Regions from separate parts of the Acanthopagrus latus genome. Here region 1 is linked to region 2. Evidence: chromatin contacts called from public Hi-C data. All regions are on one chromosome and are shown on one strand. The core of a region is the stretch at or near the end of the contact, and the rest is flanking DNA. Distances in the headings are between cores, read along the strand shown. Region 1 holds the start of smim13 (small integral membrane protein 13). Region 2 holds the start of edn1 (endothelin-1).

Evidence for each region. Hi-C and Micro-C count contacts between places; a contact is called where the count stands out from the background.
Region 1: a contact with region 2 is called in a Hi-C map of muscle, with 2.8 times the contacts expected there. The contact joins the promoter of smim13 here to the promoter of edn1 in region 2. A contact is called at or near these places in 2 of 4 Hi-C or Micro-C datasets (both in muscle).

Annotation. Positions count from the first base shown.
Region 1 is chr3:6,000,583-6,007,898 of fAcaLat1.1, forward strand. It overlaps smim13 (small integral membrane protein 13), which reads right to left and starts at 2,143. Exons shown (of 3, transcript XM_037092520.1): 1 at 1,878-2,143; 2 at 1,602-1,692; 3 at 1-79. The coding sequence starts at 1,677.
Region 2 is chr3:5,800,132-5,807,753 of fAcaLat1.1, forward strand. edn1 (endothelin-1) reads right to left here and starts at 1,965. Exons shown (of 5, transcript XM_037093475.1): 1 at 1-1,965. All of the region lies in intron 2 of LOC119017067 (a long non-coding RNA gene), which reads left to right. It overlaps hivep1 (zinc finger protein 40), which reads right to left. Exons shown (of 9, transcript XM_037093473.1): 7 at 7,339-7,440; 8 at 6,111-6,643; 9 at 4,151-5,275. The coding sequence ends at 4,151.

The DNA.
Region 1 (7,316 bases), core at 893-3,392, 200 kb after region 2:
TGCGGGGTGCTGGCGTCCCCGACGAGTTCACGCAGGAACTTGAATTTGGACAGGAAGAGCTGCCACACTACATACCAACCTGAGGGAGGAAAGAAGAGAAAGTAGATGTTTACAGGAATGATAAATCATCAGTCTGATTACATTAAGGTAAGTATGAGGGTCAGTTAACAACTTAATGCCAACACTTGTCTGACTGATAAAATATTTTCTAGCCACTACACAATAAAAAACCCTTTCAACCCAATCCAAACATGGATGGTAGACAGAACTGACAGAACCTTACACAATCTGTATGATGTGAAACAACATTTGAGTATTTAAATTAGGGGTTAGGGCCAATAAAATTTATTAGAAATTAGGGAGACTGATAACGGATATTTAGGGCCAATAATGATTTGCAGTAAAAACGAAATTCTTTGTATCAAAATTCAAGCGACTACTGATCAGATCAAACATATTTTTTTTTATCAGAAGACAAAAGATCTTCATTTTCAAGAGTCTTCATTTTCTTGACTGAATAAACATAATAAACAAACTGACCTTAAAGGACGACATAATTTCATACTGTTTAACTTTGTTTATATGTGGCGGACCCTGCCACCTTTTCTAGCTTCAAACAGAGTTCTGGAGAACTTATTTTCCTCTCAGAACAGCTTGTTTATCCACTTATGGAAAAAAAAGAAATATTTTTTGTATTATTATCCAATAAATATTTTGAGTTTGAATTTCTTCAGTGAAACTACATAGTGCCCCTTTAAATTTATGCAAATTCCATTTAAAACTGAATATCTTATGTGTTTGGAAAGACAGAACAAGCTATTTAAATACATCCCTTCTGACTTTGATAAGATAATATAAGCTTAGGAAGAACTCTATTGATCCAGAAGGACAATCGCTTTAAAACCGTGAAAGAGTAAAAGCTGACATCAGGAGCAAATATAATAAAAAGTAAAAAATATATAGATTAGAAACTACACTAGGAAAAACAGTATATAAACAGTATATGATGAGTACAACAACATGTATTATCACTACTTTCTGACACTGTATAGACCAAGTGATTAATCAATCCATCTAGATAACATTTCATCGGCACTGACTGTTCCAGTCCTGCTCTGACATTACATACACCTGCTTCTCTGGCTCAGGTGTGCCCAGGTTAGACTCCCAGTGTGTGGTCAGAGGAGGAGGGTGTCTGGACTGAACAACACCTGCAGATCTGAGGATCAGATAAGGAGCAGCCATGTTTGTGTTCGGACATCTGCCAGACTCCTCCTCTGTGACTGGTAAATATAGAAACTGCTCACTGTAATCGAAACTTGCCGGTCAGAGACATTCAGTACACTCTGACCCGCCTTACAAAGCAACTTTATGAAAAGGAATAGCTGGACATTTTTAGGCTGAACTGCTGAGCTACTCCCACAGGAGCGCTGAGTTTTAAGCAAGTAAACATAACAGCATCTTTGTTAGCTAGCAGTTTAATAAAGTGACATCGGCCTTGTTGATTCACAATCCGATGATAACAGCTACAGCAGCCACACAAAGACTTAATCGGTCACTGAGTTATGTAAGTGTATGAAGGTTATTCCCTGTAAACTCACCAAACAGCATGAAGAGCAGCGCACAGACCAGTGTGGCCACAATGACCAGCAGTGTGAGTCCGACACTCTGCCACATCTTTTAGCCGGACACCTGATAGCACCAACAGCATATGTGGGGGGGGAAAAAAGATGTGGTGTAGTTTTTTGTCGTTTTTTTTTTTCTGCTTCCCTCCCCACACAACAGGTAGCTAGCTGGGTTAGCCGCCTGGCAGCTGCGTTATATAGCCGGCCGAGACGACAGAGAGGAAAACAAACAGCAGCACATTGCAAACTCACACCAGCTTGTCTGCTAGCGTGCGGCTAGCTAGCTAATTAGTTAGCTAGCTGGCTGGCTGACAGACGCGGTCGTTTCACACGCCGACAGAGGACCGTGACATTAGCTGACGTTGGCCGGTCACAGCGGGGTAAAGTCCGTCTTCTGTCCGCTACATAACTGCAGCATGTATCGGCGAGCTGTCACAGGCGAGGCAGAGCTGCTGTAGCTCACTACAGTAACTGGGTTAAGACAACAAAATCAACGTCATGAGACTCATACCGCGCATGCGCAAGGTCCGTTTGACTTCTGGGTAATGAAGTTTTTCGGCATCATCGTTCTCATTTTTGTATTTCTTCTGTAATTTCTATAAAAAGCTTTCCAGAGACATAGAGATACACTAAATTTTTAAAACTTATCGTGATATTTTGCTCATGTTTTTTCATTTTTCTTTGAGTATGATGATTTCTGTCTTTATGAATAAACAAACTGGCCATACTTTGCCCAAGTTATTTATTTTATTTTATTTTTGACATGTTTCAGCATTTAACTTCAATTGACTACAATACTGTAATGATACCTATAAAGGACTCTATAAAAAAAATCCATGAGACTGCTGCTTCTTGAGTCCTAATAAGGACCAAAAAAAAGTCGATCACGTCACTCCAGAAGAGATTTCAAAATCCTGCTGCTGTTTTGTAAAGCACTGAATGATTCTGCTACCATCCAGTCCACTCAGGTCGTCAGGTGCAGGTCTGCTTTAACTCCCTATAGACAGAACTAAGCATGGAGAAACAGCGTTTGCGCTACATATCTGGAATAAACCCCCAGAAAACCGCAGGTCTGCTCCAACTATCACCTCTTTTAAATCAAGGCTGAAGACCCACTGCCTTTTATCGAATTTCAAGGCTCTGATCCATATCTTGAACTGTACTCTAACTCTTAGAGTGGTGTTAATATAAGCGGATAAAAGGAAAAACACATGTTCAGAAAAATAAATGTTTACCCCAAACATGGAGAAACAGCAGTTAAAATAATGACAATGATTAAGTTCAACTTTATAGAAGAATATCTTTGAATGTTGTTGGGAATCGTTAAAAAGTTTTACAGTTAACTTCACACAGTTCTTCACTAGAACTGAACCTAGAACGCTCAAAAGCCCTGTTGCATTTAGTCCAGCAGGAGGAGTCATTACCACACATCTGTAATCTGGTGAACTGCTTATTTTTCCAAGTGCTGGGAACTCTGTTTTGTGGGTGTAGCTGATGTTTTCCAGTATTCTGACACTGCGCGGCACACAGCAACTGGAGACTTTCCACAAAATTGTCAGATCACGTTTTTTCTTCGCGTCAGACTGTGTAAGGTTACACAAGAAGCAGCATTTAACAAGTTCTAAAAGAGGATGTGGGCGTCAAATGTGTGGCCGCGACTTCTTTATGTTGCCTTTCACACTGCTGAGGCATCACAGGACGCGACCTCTGACCTTTAGTGATTTCACGACTCTATCACATGATGTAGCACGAGATGTTAACACAAACCGTAAAGGTTCAAGTCATCCTGTCATGTGTGACATTTACTCAAGTGCAGTGCTTTAGTATAACTTTAATGCAGCTTACTATCTCTTTACTCTATACTTTGTTGTATTTTGTATTCAACAGTTTATTTGATTGAACAGGATTGGTCATATTGCAGTTTCTGATACAAAAATGTCACCAGACTGTCCATCGACATGAGGCTGAGTAGATAACGGCGGAATTCTCATCTTTGGGTGAACTGTTCCTTTAAGGGGCGGCCGTGGTTCAGGAGGTTGAGCTGTCGCCCAATATTTGGAAGGTTGTTGTTTCGTTTCCAGGCCCCTGCAGTCTACATGTCGAAGCCTGGGCAAGATACTGAATCCCAAATTGCTGCCGGTGGTTCTTGCATGGTATCCTCTGTCACCTGTGTGTGTGTGTGTGTGTGTGTGTGTGTGTGTGTGTGTGTGTGAATGGGTGACTTGTGTTGTAAAGCGCTCTTAGTGGTTGTAAAGATGGGAAAGGCTCTTTACAAGCACGGTCCATTTACCATTTGCAAATAGATACTCAAAATGTCCTCAGCAGAAAAAAACTAATAAAAACCTCTAATTCAGGCATGTCCACACTATTCCACAAAGGGCCGACGTGGCTGCAGGTTTTCTTTTCAACCAAGCAGCAGCACATCAGACCTGACTCATTTCATCAACTGGTCTCAGTCTTCAGAAAGTTGATTGGTCAAACTGTGTGCTCTTGACTGGTTGGATCAAAAACCGGCAGCCACACAGCCCTTTGTGGAATAGTTTGGACATGCCTGCTCTAATCAACAAAATGAAAGGAGAATTTCATACCTCACTTTATTCAATGATTAGATTTCTGCTCTGGCAAATTCATGCAAATTGGTGTATTTTTAATTCAGAATGCATGAATTTAAACACATTTTCAGAAAACTTGTAATGGAAAAAATAACTGTCTCAATGTAAGTAATCAACTGGGGAAGATTCATGGTTATATCTGTTAATTTAAACATTTTACATTATTCACCTGCAGTTTCCCCCCCCCCTTAAAGAAGAACTATGAATGCAACAACTTGTATTTCCATACTGTTGTACTTCCTCCATCACTGCTGACATCTAAGAACGGCACAGCATGTCCTGACTGGAATGCATTTGCAGTCAAGTGTACCCTTGCTTGTATGCTAACCTCAGAATTTGCATATTATGTTAAGGTGCACACAGAGTGTGAGTCATGCTTCAAGAAGGTACACGTGTAGAGAACAGTGAGTCCAGCCAAAGTAGGCCAGTCCAGCCCCGAGGACTGTGTAGTGAGGGTTGTTGTGAGGGTTTTTCACCTGAAAGATTAATACTGTCACGTTTTTGATTTTGAAAGCGGTTATAGTCAGCATTTTAAGGACAGAGTGATGCGTGATCTGAGCTTCATGGTGCATTATACAGAGTTCGAGCTCAATGTTTAGCTTTTTTTGTGTGTGAAAAATGTGCTAAAAACCTATTTTACACTTGAAACTTGTACGAGAAATAGTGCTGATTTAGCAGCTTAAGCATCCCAATTGCAAAAACTAAATGTACGTTGCTGCAAACCACAAATGCTGAAGCCTTATATCTCTTTATGTTGCATCTTCATGTTTGTGACAATGCTGTTCTCATGATCTTATTAGGTTTAGGCACAAAAAACATGTGGTTAGAGTTGGAAAAAATCTCATGTTGTAGATTAAAAAAACTCTCTTTGTCACCACAAACACAGTTGGAGATGTCCAGACTTCAGTTTGTAAACTTGTAATGTGACACTTTTCGTAGAAGCGTGGTCAGAGGACTGGGCTGTAGGGAATACTGTGAGGTGGAGGAGACTAAAAACGGAGCAAAAAGTGAGAGACAACTGGACTTAGATTGATCAGGGGGACTCTAACACAACGCCAAATTAATGATAATTTTGCCTGGTAACTGTTGGATGTGTAAATAAGCAGCTGCTTTCAAATTTTTTGGTATGTCAGTGTTGTCATTACAACTTTGAGGCTAACAAGTGGCCAAAGCAAACATACACACAGGTGTAAAAACAAAGAAAGCTTTAATTAAAAGTGATAAAGATCTCTACGATGCAACAAGATGTTGCATAAGTTCAACAAAACCCTCAATCAGATTAGAAACTCGTGGTTTAGAGTCACTTCTTTCATATTGTTTTCCTTTCCAGGAACGTCACCTGTTCCTGCCAACGTGGGACAACCAACTGCTTTGTTTTATTGTGGATGGAAAGACTTGGTATCAGTTTATTGCGGGAACAACTTCATAGCTGTTAGCTGCAGATACATTTCATGATCATCAGCAGGGAGATGAGAGTTGCATGTAAACACTTATCAGTGGGTTTATTTTATGATATTTATGTCACATTTCAAGCCTATCTGCATTAAATATTCAATCTCATCTATTTCTATTACCCGTTGTTATGTGACCCTGTAGAAAGACACATGAGTATTATCAGCGGGACTTCATCACTTCAGACAATCATTGTAAATCACTGTCAAAAAATATTACGACTGTTTTATGACCTCACAACAGTGTGGTTAAGGGTTTTTATGGCTGTGGCACAGAATCAACTTGGAGAGACACAACTAAAGAGTTATACTTTAATTACTAACCCTGGCAACATTTATTACAAAATTCCACCAGACCAGTGTCTGCGCCTGTTTACAGTCTCTGCACAAAGCTAAGCTAACCGGCTGTAGCTCCTTATTTGCTTACAGACATAAGAGTCGTATTGAACTTTCATCCGACTCTTGACAAAAAAAACAATTATTTGTTGATGATCATGTGTTTTATTTGTAGGATCTGGAATTATTCAAGTAAAATACTTGACAACTGTTTACAGGTACAAGACTTTAAGAAAATAATACTTATTTACTAACCACTACACTCCACCAAAATGTTGTTTGACACCATCTAGGATCTTCTGTTTCAAGGCTACAGACATATGGACATCGTCATGCACCCATTATCTTCTGTTAGAGAATGGGTAATGTTAGCAATGAACCACATCCTAACAGACATTACTATTTTACATGTGTTACAAAGTACGATAGAAAAAGTTTAAATGAATTTTAAAATATTAACTTACATGTTGGACACATTAATTTAAGTGGGGAGTGACACACACTGAAGGTAGGCTAGTCAGATGGTAATGTTAGCTAGGAAGTAGTTGAATGCTAACATTAGCTAAGGAGTTATACATGTTCTTTTACTTAAATATGGCCCGTGTTCCTCCAGATTTCCACTTTCCCTCATCATTTCGGTTGCTGATTGATCTGGGTGAGGTAAAATGATAACGTGTCAGATTCACCACATTTATGACAGTAGCATTATCCTAGCATTTTAGCGTGGGGCGTTGGGCGTGACAACAGAGGGAAATGGCCGCCATGTGAGTGTCTCTTAAATAACAGCTAGTGTTAGCATTCAATCACTTCCTAGCTTACAGGATGATACAACAGAAGATACAACAGAAAAAAATATCAACACACATCGTGGACACATGTATTGATGAAAGTGAAGTGAAAGGCACAGTATGTGATCAAACGGTCACGCTAATGTAAGCTAGGATTTGGCTGAATGCTAACATTAGTCAAAGGGTTATATACGATAGAAGAAGATTTATTTTAAAAAGATCAACAAACATTGCTGACACATCTATTTAGTGAAATGCACTGTATAAAATCAAACGGTAATGTGAGCTAGGATGTGGTTACATGCTAATGCTAGCTAATGGGTTATTGAATATGCTATTTCACCTTGAAATGTCGCCTGATGTCCCCCCAGATTTTCACAATCCATTATCCTTTCAGCTGCCGACCATTTAGGAAACAGGGAAAAGATACAAATGTCAGATTACCTAAATTTGTATGCAGTCTAGAAAACAGTAGCATTTTCTCAGCATTTGAGCTGCCCACGC
Region 2 (7,622 bases), core at 715-3,214:
GCCGGGTGATTGAATGCGACCTGTACCACACTTCAGTCGGACTCTGTGGCTGAGCTGCAGTGGCAGTAATGAGACGGCAGGTGGCAGGCAAATGCTGTAGTGGTGAACATTACATAAAGAAGTATGTTATAATGGTGAGAGTATAGGTGTTAAGTGTTACTTAGGTAGAAGTAAAACATATTTTTTTGCAGAAATTGACTCAAATAACATTAAAAATGTAAGAATGTAGAAAAAAAAAAGAAATATACCAAGAACAGAGAACAGGAGAAAGAAAATTCCTTGTTTTAAATCATAAAGGACATCATGAAGGAGAAGGTACGAATTAACATTATTAAAAGCCATTAAGAAACACAGTGAGAGTAGAGTCATAACTTAAACAAAGCACTAGTGTTGTCAGGATACACAAGTTTCTAACTTTGATACAACAATATTCAGTGTAATTTTCAATACCAGAGGAACCAATTGACAAAATATTGAGGGCATTAAACTTTGGATGTTTATTAAAAGACTAATATAACAAGATATCACTTTTCTTGGTAGAAAGATGGTAGTCAACAATAAATAACATCACAAGGTGTTGTTCTGTTGCATCCGGTACATCTGTTATTTTTGATTACTGTTCTTCAACATGCTTATATTGACTCTGATTCTGTTTTTTTCTTTTCTCTTGACCACTACATTGTGGTGTGGAGTACAAACATAAAACAAGAGCATAATAGACTCCCAAGTTCGAAGCAGGTTATTTAAAGCGAATCAAAAGATTTCTGAGAAATGCTCCCAGTTTACATACAACCTCTGGTTCATCTGCAATTACAATATAAGTTTAAACATAGACGGATGATAAACAAAGTATTTTGACAAATATATCATTGTTTTATCAACCACACGTGTGTATTTACGCAGTTATCATCACATGAAGTACAACATCTTTTATTCCCTTTCTTCTTTCCTCTTCAATTCACAATATACCACTTTTGCAAAACTGAAGTGTGGTAATTACTAAAAAGAATTGAATAAAATGTATGCTAAAAAAAACAAAAGAAATATCCAACTTAATTAGCAATGAAAGTATTTTTAGTTAGCAGCAATGTTGTCACATAGTGAAGTTTGAACTTTGAGAGCCAGCCTGCTTTGTATACAGACAATGAGGCTGCCAGGTAGGAGGAGAGTTTGCCCTTTGCATGGTCTGGACTGGAGCAGTGAGTTGGAATAAAACTCAGAGTTTAATACTCCTCATTCACTTCTCTGTCCCTCAGAATACAGTATTATAGGGTTATAGTGGACACTACATCCAACATTACATAACCAGCACAGGCATTATAATCTATATTCATTTTTTGAGCATGATTCCTGCTGGATGTTAAACAGTTCAACTGGTAATTATAAGTATAATGTAAGTATAATATAAGCAACGTGGCGTACTATACAGATGTTTACATATAAATCAACATTTAGAGTATTTGAGATAATCTGTCATCCTATAATGTTGTCTCACATCATCCCTTTGCAGTAATTATAACGTCCTGTTTGCCCCTTTGCTCCACAAATGCTGCATGTTATTAATTTATAAATGAAAGTACAAACAAGCTCCAAAGTGGCTATTGATCTCATGCTTTCCTTCCACTAGTTGTAATAAACTGTGGAAACCGAGGAGTGCTTCATTTCCCTAAATCACATCAGCAGTGGAAAACTGACCTTGCTTATGTGTTCACGCATGCTCCGAGTGGAAATGTCTTCGGTAAAGTTTCCTGACATACTGCACCTCTGAGGCCTTCAATCACAGGCTGGTGCTGTGACTTTCCACTGGTCAGGGGAACAGCTTGTGCTCATGACAGAATCAGACAAAATCAAGTAGCATCAGATGCAGCTTTATAAAGTTTAGGTTAAAATGTGGATACTTTAGTTTAGGGACGTTGATAGAGATTTCTTTTGCTGATCAGATGCTTCACTTCATCATCCTGCTTTTTGTTTTCATAGCACTTGCAGATAATGACCTCTAGGTGTCTCTGTTTGCTTTACTATAGCTTCCCCGTACAGATTTCATTCAGCTCTGGGGTAGAGGAGGGGGTACTGCGATGGAGTCTGTTCTGTAGATGGATGAGTCACCTTCTGAATGGGGTGGAAGAAGGAGGTTATCACTGTAAAGCCTCTTGAGATGAGAGAGAAGTCTCCCTCATTGAGGCTAGATTGCTATGTTTGGTCACGGTCCTCTGGGAGCTCATTACCCTGACTCCTCCTGTACAGTAGGTGTAAAATAAACCAAATATAGTCATAATAAGTATAAAGTCATATTAATAAAGTACCACTTTTTTGATCGGCAACTAGAGGTTTTTAATTCAGAGGTTCAGAGGTATTATTGTGATAATTAGAGGATCCCGAGGCTGTCTCCTGAGGAATCAATCTCACTGATGTATTCTGCACAAAAGATCACCCTTACTGGTTACATTATTCTGCCGTCGTATCAAACAAACCAGCGATATTGAAATTCCTCCCTCTGTTGAGCTTCATAGAAACATTGTCAAGCAGAACAGTACTGCTGAAATGTGTTGAGAAAATTACACAACCTGGTATTTATGTAAGAGCCCAACCAATTTATCAGTTGGCTGACAATATGGGCTGACATTGGCCTACCACAGATATATTTATATCTGCATATTTGTTGCTTGATATGCGCTGAAGTCTTGTTTTTTAGAGATTGTATTACAGAAAAAGACATCTGGGATTCCCAATAAGTTCACCGTTTCAGTTAAAGACGCACAATATGGATTTTTTTCAGCTGATACAGATAAGATAAACAGTAATATGCATGTTTGTGTTTTAAAGAAGCTCTGGGCATGTAGTTTAGGCACACCTGAAGGTAAGAAAGGCTGAGATGTAGTGTGCAAAGATGGAGAATTTTATATTCCATAGCTTAAATAAGATTTGTTGTCCTAAAAGTATTTTCTTGAAAAAATGTCCACCTGCGGTATCGAATTGCACAGATGGTGCATTTGTTAAGTCAGTAAGATATAAGTTAAGCAATCTGGCTTCATATTATTGACTCCATTTATTGGCTAGAAAAAACATAGATATAAGTATTTCATCAATGCCAATAAAATTCATGTATATATATATATATATATATATATATATATATATATATATATATATATATATATATATATATAAATTTCATGAATTTCAAAAATATATAATATATACATGAATTTTAAAAATCCAGGATTTCACTCCAAAATTAGTTTTAATTTGGTGTCATTGAATGACACCAACTATCCAACTATTATATATATATATATATATATATATATATATATATATATATATATATATATATATATATATATATATATATATATATATATATAAATAGTTGGATTAGTTTTCTGTTTGATGATTCATTTTCTGTGAATCAAATAAACACATACCAAACTAAATCAATTTCACACCGCAGTCCCACATTTAACACTCACCGTCCTTATGATAGTTGGAATATAGTTGCAGTCTAACTTTCTGCTGCATAACTGACAAATCACAGTGATACCACTTTAATGTTTGTAAACAAATTTTTACTGATACAGTTAAGAATATTGATACAGCAATGTAAAGCTACCATAATGCACATACCTATGGACTTATGAATCATAATGGGCACTAGATGGATTATAATAAATAGTTGAACACAACATCTGTACACAGAAACATTGCCCAATAATCCATAGAAATGTACATATACCAGTACAACATTTATAATTCCATAAATTTACGAATGACAAATCCTCCAAAATAAAACTGATATCCTCCATTGTTATGCCTCTCTTTACTTTTATTTTTTTCTGAAATAAACACAAGCAACTACTGAATGTATAAGGAATTATGTACAGGTTCCTAAACAAGAAACTCCATAAAGGCACAATTGTCTATACAACATGTACAAAAAAAAAAAGAAATTGTCTGGAGCTGACAAAAAAGTAAAAATAAAATGATTGGTCATCATTATAATTATCATATGATTGCACATACAATATGAATGTCAGCATCTGTGCTTTGAAAGGTGATTTGCAAAGAAACAAACCCCTGAAAAGTGTTTTCAGTCTTACAAAGTGACAAGAATTACAAAAAGAGAACAAGAAGAGCTTTCAACTTGGGGTCTTCAGGTGGCAATGACCAGTCTGTCTTCATCATCACTGGATACCTCATTATCGTCATCAATTACTTTCTGCCAGCTGGTCACTGGTGGTGCTCTATGTGGTGCAGGATCACTTGCTCCCTCGACTGATGACTCCTTAGCACCGTCTACTCGGCCCTCAGGAGCTGGTGATTGATGCTGCTGTGGGGATTTCTCCCTCTCTTCCCTCTCAACAGTCTGTGTGAACTCAGCTCTGCTGCTACCTCCAGGGCTTGCCCTGCTGCCTGAGGTCACTTCTGGAGAGCTGCTGACCTTCAGTGGGGTGGGCGATGAAGCAGTCATGCAACTCTGTGAAGAACCGGGCCCGTGTTCACTTTGAGACGGCTGTGCTCCTGGAGCTTCAGGACTGCCCCGCCTCTCTGATGACCCAGGCAGAGGACTGAGGGTGGAGAGAGGGCTGAGAGAAGGAATGATGGCAGGCAGGGCAATGTTAACTATCTGCAGGCCTGGGACATGTGTCTGGGGGCCAGTGCTGCTTTGCGAGGTGGGGTTGGCAGTTAAAACCTGCAACCCGAGGGTGGCATTGAGAGTGAGCCCTTGCTGGTTTAATAAATGGGTGGATGCTAGGCCTGTGTTGGTCAGCCCCATTAGGTTAAGTGTCTCCAGGCCGACCTGCTGTATCGTTTGAGCCTGCAGGCCAGCAACCTGCCCTAGAGGGAAGCAGGGCAGGACATTGCTGATTGGTTCCTGGACCACAAGTGGCTGGGCTTGTAAGCCCTCTGGTTGGGGTGAAGAGTTTGGAGCTGGTAAAGGGCTTGTGTTTCTGTGAATGACGCTCACTGCTGGGATGGTGAGCTGGACAGGCCCAGCCTGGATTGGTACAAAGGTGGAATAAGCTGCCAGGCCAGCAGGCACCAGCTGGATCCCTCCAACTGGGACCATGCTGTAAGAGGAGCGAGAAGGCTGCTGGGAGTGCAGGGGCAGGTGACTGAACAGGTGGGTCTGGGTCTCTGTTCCTAGTGTTTGGGATAGACCCTGTGGGGGAAAGTGCGTGGGGCCTTGAGAAACATAGGAGGAAGTCTGAGTGCTCCGGTCCACTGGTATTCCCGATTCACTGGTTACCACAGCAGGGAGGGCAGGGGAGGTATCCTGTGAAGAGAGAACAATTCAGTATTAAGTCATATATTATAATATTACCTTTTCGTTGAATACTGTAAGATCCTTTTTGTAACCAGAAACACAAGCCTCGCTGAAGGAGAAGTTTCACTCTGAAATCTCGCATGAGATGAGTTGTTGCAAGGAGACAATGGTAGAAACTTGAGTCAGGGAGAAGTTTTGAGCTTAGCTACAGGAAGTGCCAACAAGATGGCTGAATATTTAACTGATTTTGACCATCTAGATGAAGTCTGTGTTGTGATTCAACAGCCATGATTAATTAAAGGCTTTTTAACTCATTACCCTCTTGAGTGCAAGAAGTCTCACTCAAATCTGTCTTGATCAGTTGTCGCCTTATCTACATTAACAAAATCAGTTAAATACTCAGCCATCTTGCTGCCAGTTCCTCTCTCATACTCTGTCTTAAACTTCTGCTGTTGTCTTTTAGTGGATAAACCTTTGATGCTCAGAGTTACCCCAAAGAATTACATTGCAGTCATTGCAGCTGAGGCAAGCTACTGAACCAATTCCAAAAATGTTGGTAAGTATGAATTATTTACACACCTTAATATGTAAATAACGGGCTCAGGCTTAAACATACTGGATTTTCCCTTTTAAATGTAGCACATTCTTAGAAGATGAAATGGTGTTTGGATCAATCTACAAAAGCGAATCAAGACTATGAACACTATTCACCTTTTCAGTGCATTCACAGGAGCTTTGTGGAAGTGCCTCGCATGCAGGATTGAAAGTAAGGGTATGGATAGGAAAGACAGGAGGCAGGCAGGGAGGGGTGGAAAGAGATGCAATGAGAATACTTGGGTCTCACCTGGCCTAGCTTGGAGCCCTTGCCTGGCACTGGGGGACTAGGGGGCACATCAAAGTCAGGGTAGTCGATGGACATCTGCCTGCACGGTGACACTGGGCTCATCATGTGCACTGACTCTGTGTCTGAGGTGTAGGAGTCTGATGTGGTAGCAACAGGTGGAGGAGAGTAAGGGAAGTGGACTGGGCCGCATGATGACCCAGAGATGGATATCTGCTTGCTCAGGGACACGGGGCTCATCATGGGGACAGATTCGGAGTCGGATGTAGGGGGTTCAGGAGCTGGAGGCTGGGAGAGAGGTAAGGAGACTGAGCTGATTGACATCTGGGCGAGGAGGGCGCTAGGAGGAACTTCAGCCTCTTTTGAAGGGATGTGCTGCGGGCTGGCGGAGACAGAGGGGTTGGTGGACAGGCCCGATTCTGCCTGGCTGTCCTCCTCTTCCTCCTCGTTGTCGTCATTCTCCTCATCATCAGGCCCATCAGAGTCATCGCCATCTGAATCTTGACGGTCAGCACTGCTGACCTGGCTGCGGTCTCCTGCAGATGACAAAACTTGTAAGATGGAATCTATTCTTGGTATTCCACAGAACATATTAGTCATCCGAGCTGGTATGAAAATAGATAAGCCCTTTGGTTGTATATACACTTTCATTCATTAAACATCTTCTGTTATCACACAGTGACAACATCCATAGCTAAGGATGCAGTTCAGTAATGTTTTGTGCTGCGGCTGCATACTTTCACACCCTTGACCACCATACGCCCCTGAGCTCCATCACAGGCAGAGGAGGAAAAACAAATATGCTGGGACCATAGAATGCTTTCAGGCAGCTTCTCTCTCTCACTCTCTCTCTCTCTCTTTCTTTTTTTTTTCTAAAATTAGACGCAGCAATTTCCTCTTTCTAAATGCTGTGCATGCCGCCCACATGTGCTTTGAGTTAACAGAGGAAGAAGCTGCATTTAGAATTTCTAATTAGACCGTTGCAAAGCTATTGATCAACCTAGCAACAGAGCACAAGCAGGGACAATCAGGGTTTTATATCTCATGTCATTAACAGGAGAACTTTTCTGAAAAGGGCATTCCTGTTGTTTGAAATAAAAGCAAATGGGGTAAACAAGATCTATTAAATTTGTAACAATATGCTGTAAATAAACCCTTAGAGAAAGAACACAGACATTTTTCGCTTTTTTTACAAGTTATAGTTTTGGAGCACACAATGATCCTTACGTACCTGAATCCTCTGCATCCTGATCTTCAATGAGACCTTCAGGAACCCCCATCTCCATGCATTTCTTACTGTGGGCCTTGGACTTCATGTGCTTGGTCAGATTTCCTGCAAGAGGAGAGTCAGTGAGGTCTTACGGGTGGGTAGAGCCTGAACAATAGCACAGGAGTTTATGTAAGAGAATGCGGTCTTTGGGCAAGCTGTATGTAAAGGGTGAGTAACTGATAAAGACATTTTTAAATGAACGTGGGTTGCTGTGACACCAAGTACTGTTCTGCAGCACGGCGTGG